2 separate regions of the Oryzias latipes genome follow, and region 2 is linked to region 1. A link is a contact called in public Hi-C data. All regions are on one chromosome and are shown on one strand. The core of a region is the stretch at or near the end of the contact, and the rest is flanking DNA. Distances in the headings are between cores, read along the strand shown.

Evidence for each region. A called contact is a pair of places that touch in the nucleus more often than the background predicts.
Region 2: a Hi-C map of embryo shows a contact between it and region 1, with 2.3 times the contacts expected there. The contact joins the promoter of tram1 here to the promoter of msc in region 1. A contact is called at or near these places in 5 of 5 Hi-C or Micro-C datasets (embryo, fibroblasts and gastrula embryo).

What each region holds. Positions count from the first base shown.
Region 1 is chr20:16,374,131-16,378,888 of ASM223467v1, reverse strand. msc (musculin) reads right to left here and starts at 1,880. Exons shown (of 2, transcript XM_004081026.4): 1 at 1,299-1,880; 2 at 642-1,074. The coding sequence starts at 1,721. The coding sequence ends at 997. trpa1 (transient receptor potential cation channel subfamily A member 1) reads right to left here. Exons shown (of 28, transcript XM_023950382.1): 28 at 4,357-4,758.
Region 2 is chr20:16,535,732-16,540,608 of ASM223467v1, reverse strand. tram1 (translocating chain-associated membrane protein 1) reads right to left here and starts at 3,183. Exons shown (of 11, transcript XM_004081029.3): 1 at 2,873-3,183; 2 at 1,311-1,374; 3 at 193-314; 4 at 1-102. The coding sequence starts at 2,998. It overlaps xkr9 (XK-related protein 9), which reads left to right and starts at 3,865. Exons shown (of 4, transcript XM_004081253.4): 1 at 3,865-4,424.

The DNA.
Region 1 (4,758 bases), core at 631-3,130:
TTTTGTTAGTCTGTCCCTGCAGACCGCCTCAGCCTGGGTCTCAATCCATCTGTACTCACATCGTTTTGGGGTTTAACAGGAGGAAAGGAATTCTGGATCAAGAGATCACTGTTATCTGTTGGAGTGAGGGAGCATGGATACTCACAAGTGTTTTTATGTGCAACTGGGACTTACAAATCCGGTTTTTACACTCGACTTTAGATTTTTCCCCAAAGGCTTTTTTTTCTTTTAAATTTATATAGAAAAGAAAAAAACTTTAAATATTTTGTCATCATTTAAACCAAAACCTCATAATCATGAATGATACAAATGGAGTGGAAAGCACTTTGGATCTTAAAACTTTCAGTTTCTGCATGCATGACACTTTCTTTGTTTTGCATAAAACACCATGATAAGGAGAAGAAAATGCTTTCATCTGCTTAAAATTAAAATGTAGTTAATCTAACCTAATGTTCTGACGACTGTCTACCATAATATACAGCTTTTTATCATACGTCATGGCAAAAAAGGCATTGGTATCATCAAATTAGGCTCAACACAGAGGCATAGAGCGCCCCCTATCGATTGATCTATTCACATTGAGCCTGAAGGAGAGGCCTGTTTGTGATTCAGTTCCAAAATCCAAAGTTTAGACACACAAATAGCAGTTATTATTTTTTATTTGTTACAAAAAATAAATATATTGACACTAAATGTCAGTTTTGATGGTAGTATGACAAAGTAAGCGGGTGAAACAGTGATTAGAGAAAGTGTTCAGGAGAGCAGCTTATTTGTAAAGCTTTTTCAATCAAGAATGATCCTGAATAAACCTGGAAATTTTGTAAATCATCAAGATATTCTAATGTGTTGTGAACGTTTATGAAGAAAACTAATGAAAGTAACAGCATTTAAAATAAAAAAAGTTAAAAAGTGATGCATGCACAAGAATAATATTAAAACAAGGGTAACAGCTCTTTGGAGATGATCTTGTGGGATAGGCGCAGCACCTCTGGGGATCTATGCTGTTGCCCCGCAGAGTCTCACTGGAGTTGAAATGTCTTCTTCTGGTCGTCCAGTCATCATAAAAGGCCATGTCTGCAAAAACAAGTCATCAACGAGTTCATTGCAAATAAAATCAACTCATAAAACTGTTGGTGCTTTTGAGTTTTCTTTAAAAAAACGCAAACATATTACTGTAAATGACAGGACAAAAACACACCATTCGTAAATTGTTATTTACTTTAGTCAGCTCTAAAAAAGGTTTATAATAGAGTTTTAAAGTTGTTTCCTGCTGTCTTTCATGCCTTCTGGATTCATACCAGATTCACTGGATGCGCAAAGCTGCTCTCAAAGCGTCCATCCTGCAGTAGCTGTCTAAGGTGGGAAATGTAACTGGAGGCGAGCCGTAGAGTGTCCAGTTTGGACAGCTTGGTGTCCGCCGGGACCCAGGGCAGGCTGGTTTTCAGTCTGGAGAAGGCCTTGCTCAGCACTCTCATCCTCGCCCTCTCTCGCGCATTGGCCGCGTTTCTCTGCATCCGCCGCGTCTCCTTGTGATGCGCTCTGGAGAGCGCGCGGCGCTCCGGCTTGATCCTCCTTCCCACACTGTCACTGTCCAGCACCTCTTCGGAACGCCGGCTGGGGGGGAAGCGGGTAATTGTCTTCCTCGCTGGGCTCTTGCAAAGGACGGCAGTCCTCCTGTGACGCACTTCATCCGCATCACTCGCAACAGAGCCAGTGGACATGACCGCTCCAGCTGCGCCCTGAAGGCGCAGAGACTGAAAGTTTAAAGCCTCCTGCTGATAAGATCTTTATCACGGGTAAACAAGTCAACAGCTTCAAATTTAACTTGTGAACTTTTTGGCTGAAATCCTAAATATATTCGAATAAGATGAGCTCCTTCTTAAACATGCCCTCTTGGTTGGTAACTCCACTTATTTAAGTGCTCTTGATCTGGCACATGTACAGTTTTGGCTCTGAATTTGCCCTGCCCCTCTCTCCAAGCCTTCATGACCTCAGTAAGACCACAACTCAGCCTTCAGTTGTCCATCTCCATGCTGAATAATTGGTCTGAGCCCTGTCAATTACTGGCCTGTTTGGGACATAGACACATAAACTATAATATCACAGACACACGTGACTTTCAAGGTGAAAGAACCAAACTTCAAAAGGATAACTGGGCAGTAAAGACAGATGAAGCATTTTAGTCTTGCAGGAGGTTTTGTGATAGAAATGTCTTGGGGACCTTATCAAAAGTGTTTAATCCGCTGCTGGTTTCACAGAAGTATTGGGTTTCTGCAGATGGAGCAGACATTCACACGCAGTCTGGATGCAACAGCCCCAGCTGTTTTCAGTTCCCATGACATCTGGAGTGTTGGCATGACCAGGGCATGGCAGATGTGAGGAGGCCCCTCACTCTCATTGTGTAACAAAGATAATTTTATTCTTTTCATTCTGAGAAATAACAAGGCCCTTAGAAGAACCCAATGTAAGATTTTAAGAGTTTTTGTTAAAAGTTTGATTAACTGTCAGCAATAGGAGAAAAGCTGCTTTTCTGGTTGATCAGGGATCAGACAGTCCTCATTGGGAACCCTTGACCCTGTTTTCCCAGAGGACCTCCCATAAAACTGAGTGAGGGGCAAGATTGAAGACTTTCTCCAAATCCATAAAGCGCTTGTGGATTTGATGGAAACGCTCTTCTGAACCTTCAGGAACTCTGCATGAGAGCTGATTGCTGTTCTACTTTTGCAATGAGAACTGCACTGTTCCTCCTGAATCAGAGATTTTACAATCCAGTTCCTTGGAGCGCGTCCAAGCCACCTGCCCTTCGGAGGTATTCTGGGTGTGACCCACAAAGAAAAGGCCCCAGGACTCACTGGAGGGTCTTGGAAGGCCTGGGCAAATCTGGGAGTCCTTCCTCCATGTGTAACGGGAGGACGTTTCTGTGAAAAGGGAGGTCGGGCATCTGAGACCTGACTCCGGATGAGCAGAAGATGATGGATGGATGCTTCAAAATTTGGATAAATGTAAGTTTTCATGCCATTAAAAGCATATTGAAACAGTACTGTGATGCAGCTCCATCACAAAGTTTTTTCCTTCTGAGGAGACTCCAAGAAAACTCCAGATCTCTGCCTTTAATTGTCATTCCAAAATGTACAATAGGAATGGCATAAGATTATGAGAGAGGCTTGATCTTGCAGAATGCACACCTTTAGATATTTTTATTTTGTTTAGACTTTATGAGCAACATTTCTTTTGGCTGTTTAAAACAGGCTTTAGATCATTTTTTATTGTCCTGTAGGAAAAGTTAGGAAAGTGCTTCAACCAAGTTCACACTATGGATGAAGTTTTTTAGAAGGCTCCTGGACTTTCAGCATTTTCTTGAGTATGTCAGCAATCCATCCGATTTTTTAGGCAAGTCACCACCTCGAGTTGAACAGACCAACTGACATCTTTGAGGAGTGATAGCTAAGGGATTCTGTTCTTAGATTTATTACTTATTTGATAAACTGCCTTCTTTTTTTTAATGCAGCAAAATCCTGTTGCTGCATGTCACACATTTCAACCTGCTCCTTCATTCACTGTCAGCACGAAAGAAGCGGAGATACTGCCCTCGTTCATCATTCTGTACATGTCGCTCTTTGAGTCCAGAACAAAAATATTGTCTAAAACAGCACGGTTATTGATAGTTTTATGGTTGCTGCATTTGCCCCAAGGGTAATTAAATTCCAGGCCAACAGCAGTAAATAACACTTTAAGCTTGACATGAAGAGCGAGCCAGCATTTGTCTATCAGCAAAGACTTTCAGGGGTCCTGAACTCTATTAGAGGCCTGCGCTGGAGGAGCAGGGGGACAGGTGCAGCCTCATGATGTCACAAGCTGCACTTTCCCTTCCGAACTCTCACGATTCCCATGAATCCACTCGTGCCTGCAGCACGTTAAGCTCTTTGGAGGACACATGTAAAGAGGCCAGTGCACAAGTCAGAGGCAGCATCTGTTAGGATCTGGAGTCTATCTCTGAAATTATTGCTGAATTATTCATCATTATTATGGCATTATTCATGACAAAACACAATAATGTGAAGAAGAAAACATGTCGTTTGCTTCATGCTCAAGCAAATAAGAAAATTCTTTAATTTGTGAACTTAATGTAGGCAGTTTAGTTTCAATTGCACAATGGGATTATATGGATTAAAATCACAATTTATTGTGCCTTTTTTGGTTTAATGTCTTTTTGCATTTGTTTGTGTGGTGCAAAGAGACCACAGTCGATGTCAACTGGGACCTTCAAAGTAAATGAAACAAAGTAAAAAAAAAAAAAAAAGAAAAGGCATTTGAAATATAAGAATAAAAACTGTAATGGATGAGTTTAAAGTCATCTTGTTTCATCAGCAGGGATACATTTTATTTGGTGAAGTGAATCAATTTGCTTCAAAGGGTCCAGCAGGGCAGAAGGCACATAAAGCATCACAACAGTTTGCAAGAAAGGCAACACTGAGTGCATCATAAAAACTAACATTCATTCACAAATTAACATCCAGTTCAACAAAAATCTATCTTCTTGTTTGGCTAACAATAACTCATTTGACACATAAATTACCAAGCAGCAATATTTAACCTTCAATCACAGTTTCAACAGCTTCTTTGTATGCCCCCCTCCCCTCTTTGTATTTTATTTTTCTAGGCTCATTTAAACTCCAGATGGTTTGTTTGTTTGTTTTTTCTTGCCAAAACTGTAATTGAATTACAGGTAATCTCCAGAAAGAAGACCCCCCCCCCCAA
Region 2 (4,877 bases), core at 1,934-4,433, 160 kb before region 1:
CGTGCCCCAACAAAAAGAGAATAGGTAGAAGGCGCTCAGCTGGCCTGACTCGTTGAATTTACTGTGTTTGGTTTTGGAGAAGTGCTTTTTCCTGTTTAGTTTCTGAAAAAATAAAAAGAAACCAAATGAGTTTAGTTAAGTCTGATATTTTAAGACTCCAATAATGTCCAGGTGAGAGAGGTTCTGACTTACATCCAGCACATACTCCTGGATGATGGCGTGCATGATGATGGCCACCAGCATGTAGAAGAAGATGGTGGCTAGGTCCTTGATGCCATGGTGGAAGTGGTTCACTGCGGTCTCTTCTGACCCTTCTGTGGCACAAACAGGACATGCACACTCAAACTCCCCCATAATGCAGAAATGCATTTACACAAAGGAATAAAACAACAAAAAGGATTTTTATTCATGGTTCTTCTCATGTAATTACAGTTTTTAGGACCAAAGAAGTTTTAAGTTTACAAGTGTTCCCAGTAATCTTGATAATGGTTATGCCGTTTTAAGACAAAATCCAAAAATCTGATGGGACATAGTTTCTGCAAAGCGGCAGGATTTCATTAGAAATTCTCCTCTGAGTTGGAGTGGAGCATTCCCACCCCCCTTTACCAGACCATTGGTGAGAGCTCTCTGTTAAAGCAGAGTTTGTGGTCCACCCAGCTTATTTTCGAAATTGCAAATAAGCTCTCGACTCACAACAATTTGATTAAAGAAATACTTAGAACTGCCATTTTGAGTTTAATTTTATTTGTACATGTCCTCCATCATCAGAAAAATGCCACAAGAGCATGTTAATAAAAACACCAACAATCAGAATGGGTCTTTAAATTCTGGAGAGTATACAGAAACAGAGAGGAGATAATTAGGGATTCAGCAAAAAAAAGTTATCTGGCAAGATTTAAGTGCCACAACTATTTGTTTTCTTAGGTTCAGGTGGGGCATATGTTGCATGGTTAGATTTTACAGATGACTAGCTAACAGCTTGCACAACACAGGCTTTTCACTGTGTTTGAGCCTGACAAAGAGGCAAACGAACATTAAATGAGCAGGATTGTGAATGGTGTGGCCTATATTTCACTTGGATTGAAATATCCCCAGTGCAACCTTGCTAAAGGAGAATTTTATAAATCAGACAGCCTATATTTAGTTTCAAAGGAGGAAAGAAGAAGAGCACTCAAATGAGTTTTAGTAAGGTCATAGGAACGCCGCTCCAGAATGTAAATGAGAATCTTTCAGATTGGAGAAATAAAAATAGGTTTATCACTTCACCTAAAAACTTTAAAAAAGCTCTTTCTCAAATGAAAATCACTTACCATTTGTTGATATGGTAACATTGTACTGGACAGTTATGAATATAACTGCAAACTTTGAAGTGATCTGTGAAGAAAATACATTTAAAAGTTAATGATTGACGGCATGACCGTGCAACATTATTTTATTCTACATCTATACATCTTGATAGAATTGTTCACACAAGATCTGGAATATAGTTTTAGACTTATAGGATCATAAATATCACTAAAAAAAACATCTTACTCACATCTTTAACTTAACTTGAGAGTCAAGACTAGAAAATGTGCTTAGAGTAGATTTAAAAAGCAAGCTTTAAACTAGGATAGAATAGTGTAATATTTGAAAATACCCTAGAGAGGAAGAATATAAAAAGGTGTAAAAACACACTATTGAGAAGAAAACATTTTTATGGTCTTTATTTAATTGCAGCCAAAAGTCTACTTGCGAATTACGCAAAAGAAAATACTGCAATACCTTTGTGTGTTTGTCAACTGTTTAGTTAAATATGGGGAAACACTTATGAACACGCGCTTGCAAAACGGCAAATTGGTTTTAAGGATTAAACCTGAGACGCATTTTAAAAGAGGGAGGCGCAACATTACGATGTGAAAAAATTGGAGGCAAGTTAATGGGTAAATCAGAAAAAAGTAATAGCGTCTACGCAGTTAAACCGGAACTGCTGAATTAGACTTTCACAACAAAACTATTTTGCATGCAACGTATACATTTTGGACGATAGGTGTATCGATTAACATTAAATTGCTACAAATCTAACACTTATATGAAATTATTATACTACTTTGGTGGCATAGAAAGAAAATTTAAGGCCGACTTTAATTCACGAATAATTTTATTTGAAAACCACAAACAGGAAGTAGTTCTAAATGTAGCAAACTGGACTCCGGCTGCGTTGCCTTCCGCCGTAGATCAACAATGCGTTAGATTGAATACGTGTACTTACAGATGTATTAGGAAAACCAATACCAAAGCACGTTTATTGTCTGTAGTAAACCCGCAGCACTTTTAGCGCCATTTAGATACAAAGACAACTTTAGGGATTTGTGATAGCGGATTTCTTCATTGACAGCCCAACTAACCGTTGTATGATTGCCACGTAAGACATCTCTACGCACAAACTAAGCATGAAGAAGAGTATTGCAGAATACTCCAACCCTTTGGGATTAGCAAAGTATTTCAGAAATGCTGCTCGAGTATTGTCATAATACATTTGCAAACAATAATAATAAGTATTTTTTAAAAATACCATACGGCGGGACTTGATTAACGGATATAAATATTTACATTTGAAGCAGGCAGCCAGATGGAAATCGGGCGCTGGTTTTCTACGTTGCTTTATTGCCTAAAACTATAAGAATATCCTAAAAAAAGAGGCATATTAGCACAAACGCAAACAACACGAGGCCAACCCGAACAGAAAAGTTTCGCTAACGGGAGGAAGTAGTGAAAGACTAGATCAGGCAGACAGCCATGTCAGATTAGACAGACAGAGATGGGGAAATAATATTCGGCACTCTCCGCGTGCGGATTAAAAACAAAGTCGTTTACCGTGTAGAAGACTCACCTCAAACATCAGCCCGAGGAGGAACACCATAGCAACGCAAGAAACAATATCTGCATGGTTCTGGATGACAAACTCGTGGCTTAGCACTGGAGGGTTTTTGCTTGCCGTCTTTTTTCGGATTCCCATGTCGACGCAGTTCGCGAAACTCTTATTGTACGAGGTGCACACGAGTTTTCTCTTCTAGTAGACAGGATGGTAAACCTTCTCTGGAAGAAACCTCCAAGCTTCGTCTGCTTCCTTTAGTCGCAGGGAAAGGCGGCGATTGAATGGCGTGTCACTCTTCTGTTAGTGGGAGGCTCTACGACTTTCTCCAGACAAAACAGTTGGGGCTCTCTGCTGCCCCCTAGAGGCCAGGAGGGTCAGGACAAGCACGCCTCCTGCAAAAGCACTTTGTAATTTACCCCAGTACTTTCTGTTTCACTTCATCTTGGAGCCCTACTAAAGGTTTGATTTGTGAAAAGGCGGGATACAACATAAACAAATTAAATGTTTACCATTTCATTCTTTTAAATGAGCCGATGACTAAATGATCAGATCCCTATTTGTGGCAGTGTGCTTGATTTTAGCCATCTCATTTTATAAGATAACATGTTTTAGTATGTCGTTCACCTTTCGGCATATCCCCTCAGGGGTCGCCACAGCTTTCAGTGATCCGCACATATGGTTAGGCAGACAGTTTTACACAGGATGGCCTTCCTGATCCAACCCTGTATTTTTATCAAGTTTGGGGTCTGACAAACGGAGACCTAGACCAAGGCCTCCTTGTGGCTACATAGACTGCAGTGTGAAGGATCTTGCCTAAGGACCCACACTAGATTCATTCAGCTTGTGGTACCCCCTGGGAAAAAAAACTCTGGTTTCCCAGTCCTGCCCGCAGCCAACTGTGCCATTCAGCTGCCATAACATGTTTAAGTATCAAGTGTAAAAAATTCATCTTGAAAGAAGTTTGAGAACAAATGCATTTGAAAATATAGGAAATGCAATCCCTTTGTAGTTGTAAAATGAGGAACTTCACACTAAGTTACTATAATAAGTTTTACTTGTAACGTATTTCTTAATATATGACACTACCATATCATAAAAAATGTCAACTCACCCGTAAAGTTTTAGTTTAGCATTAATTTTAAAGTTGGATCAAATTTTTTGCACATTTTTTTAAACTTTGTGGCATAGAAAATGACATTTCTTGTAATCACTTGATTTAAAGTAAAGCAATTCAAGGAAGTGGGACTATTCTGACCAACAGGGCAATCAGAAGGTAGGAGTTTCCTGTTTCACTCACATAACCTGTCAGCAAAAACCATAGCATTGCATCAATGAACTGCTGGAATCTGAGGTAATCACATGTTCTCCAAGTTCTCAGGAGTGGCATAGATGTATGACCGAGGCTCACACACCTACATGAAGCCAGTCACAAGATGTGTTGCACAATTTGTGTGGACTTCAGAGCCTGACAGAGGTGGGACTTATCACATCCTTTCAGAGAAATAAAAGTGTAAAAGCAGAATGGTACTGTTTCATACATCTCTTCTGCATCGGACAAGACACACCAGTAAGTCAAGAACCCTTTTTTGAACTATTGTTATAGACTTTTGAGTGGAAAAAATGGGACTTTGTAATTATTAATTGACAACTTCATATTTTTTAAATATAGAAATATTCTTGAAAGGAGATTGCTCTTTATTTGGGGTTATTTAAATTAAGTTCTTGATAATAAATACAGTTAGAAATGAAAATAAATTAGACGTTTTGACTTAGGGGAACAAATTACATCATATTATTTCATCCTTGTGGCAAGAAATAATATTGTGCATCTTATGTGATACCCATGGTTTCCTAGTGTTTTCCATGTTTACAATGTTGTCTGACTATTTCTTATTATATAAGTTAGTTTTATCATTTATGAGAGATTGATTAACTCATTGTGACAAGTCCTAAAGAACAAATAAGCCTTATCTGTTTTTTCAGACGTAGGCAAAGGTTGTTTTTTTTCTGCTTAATGTGT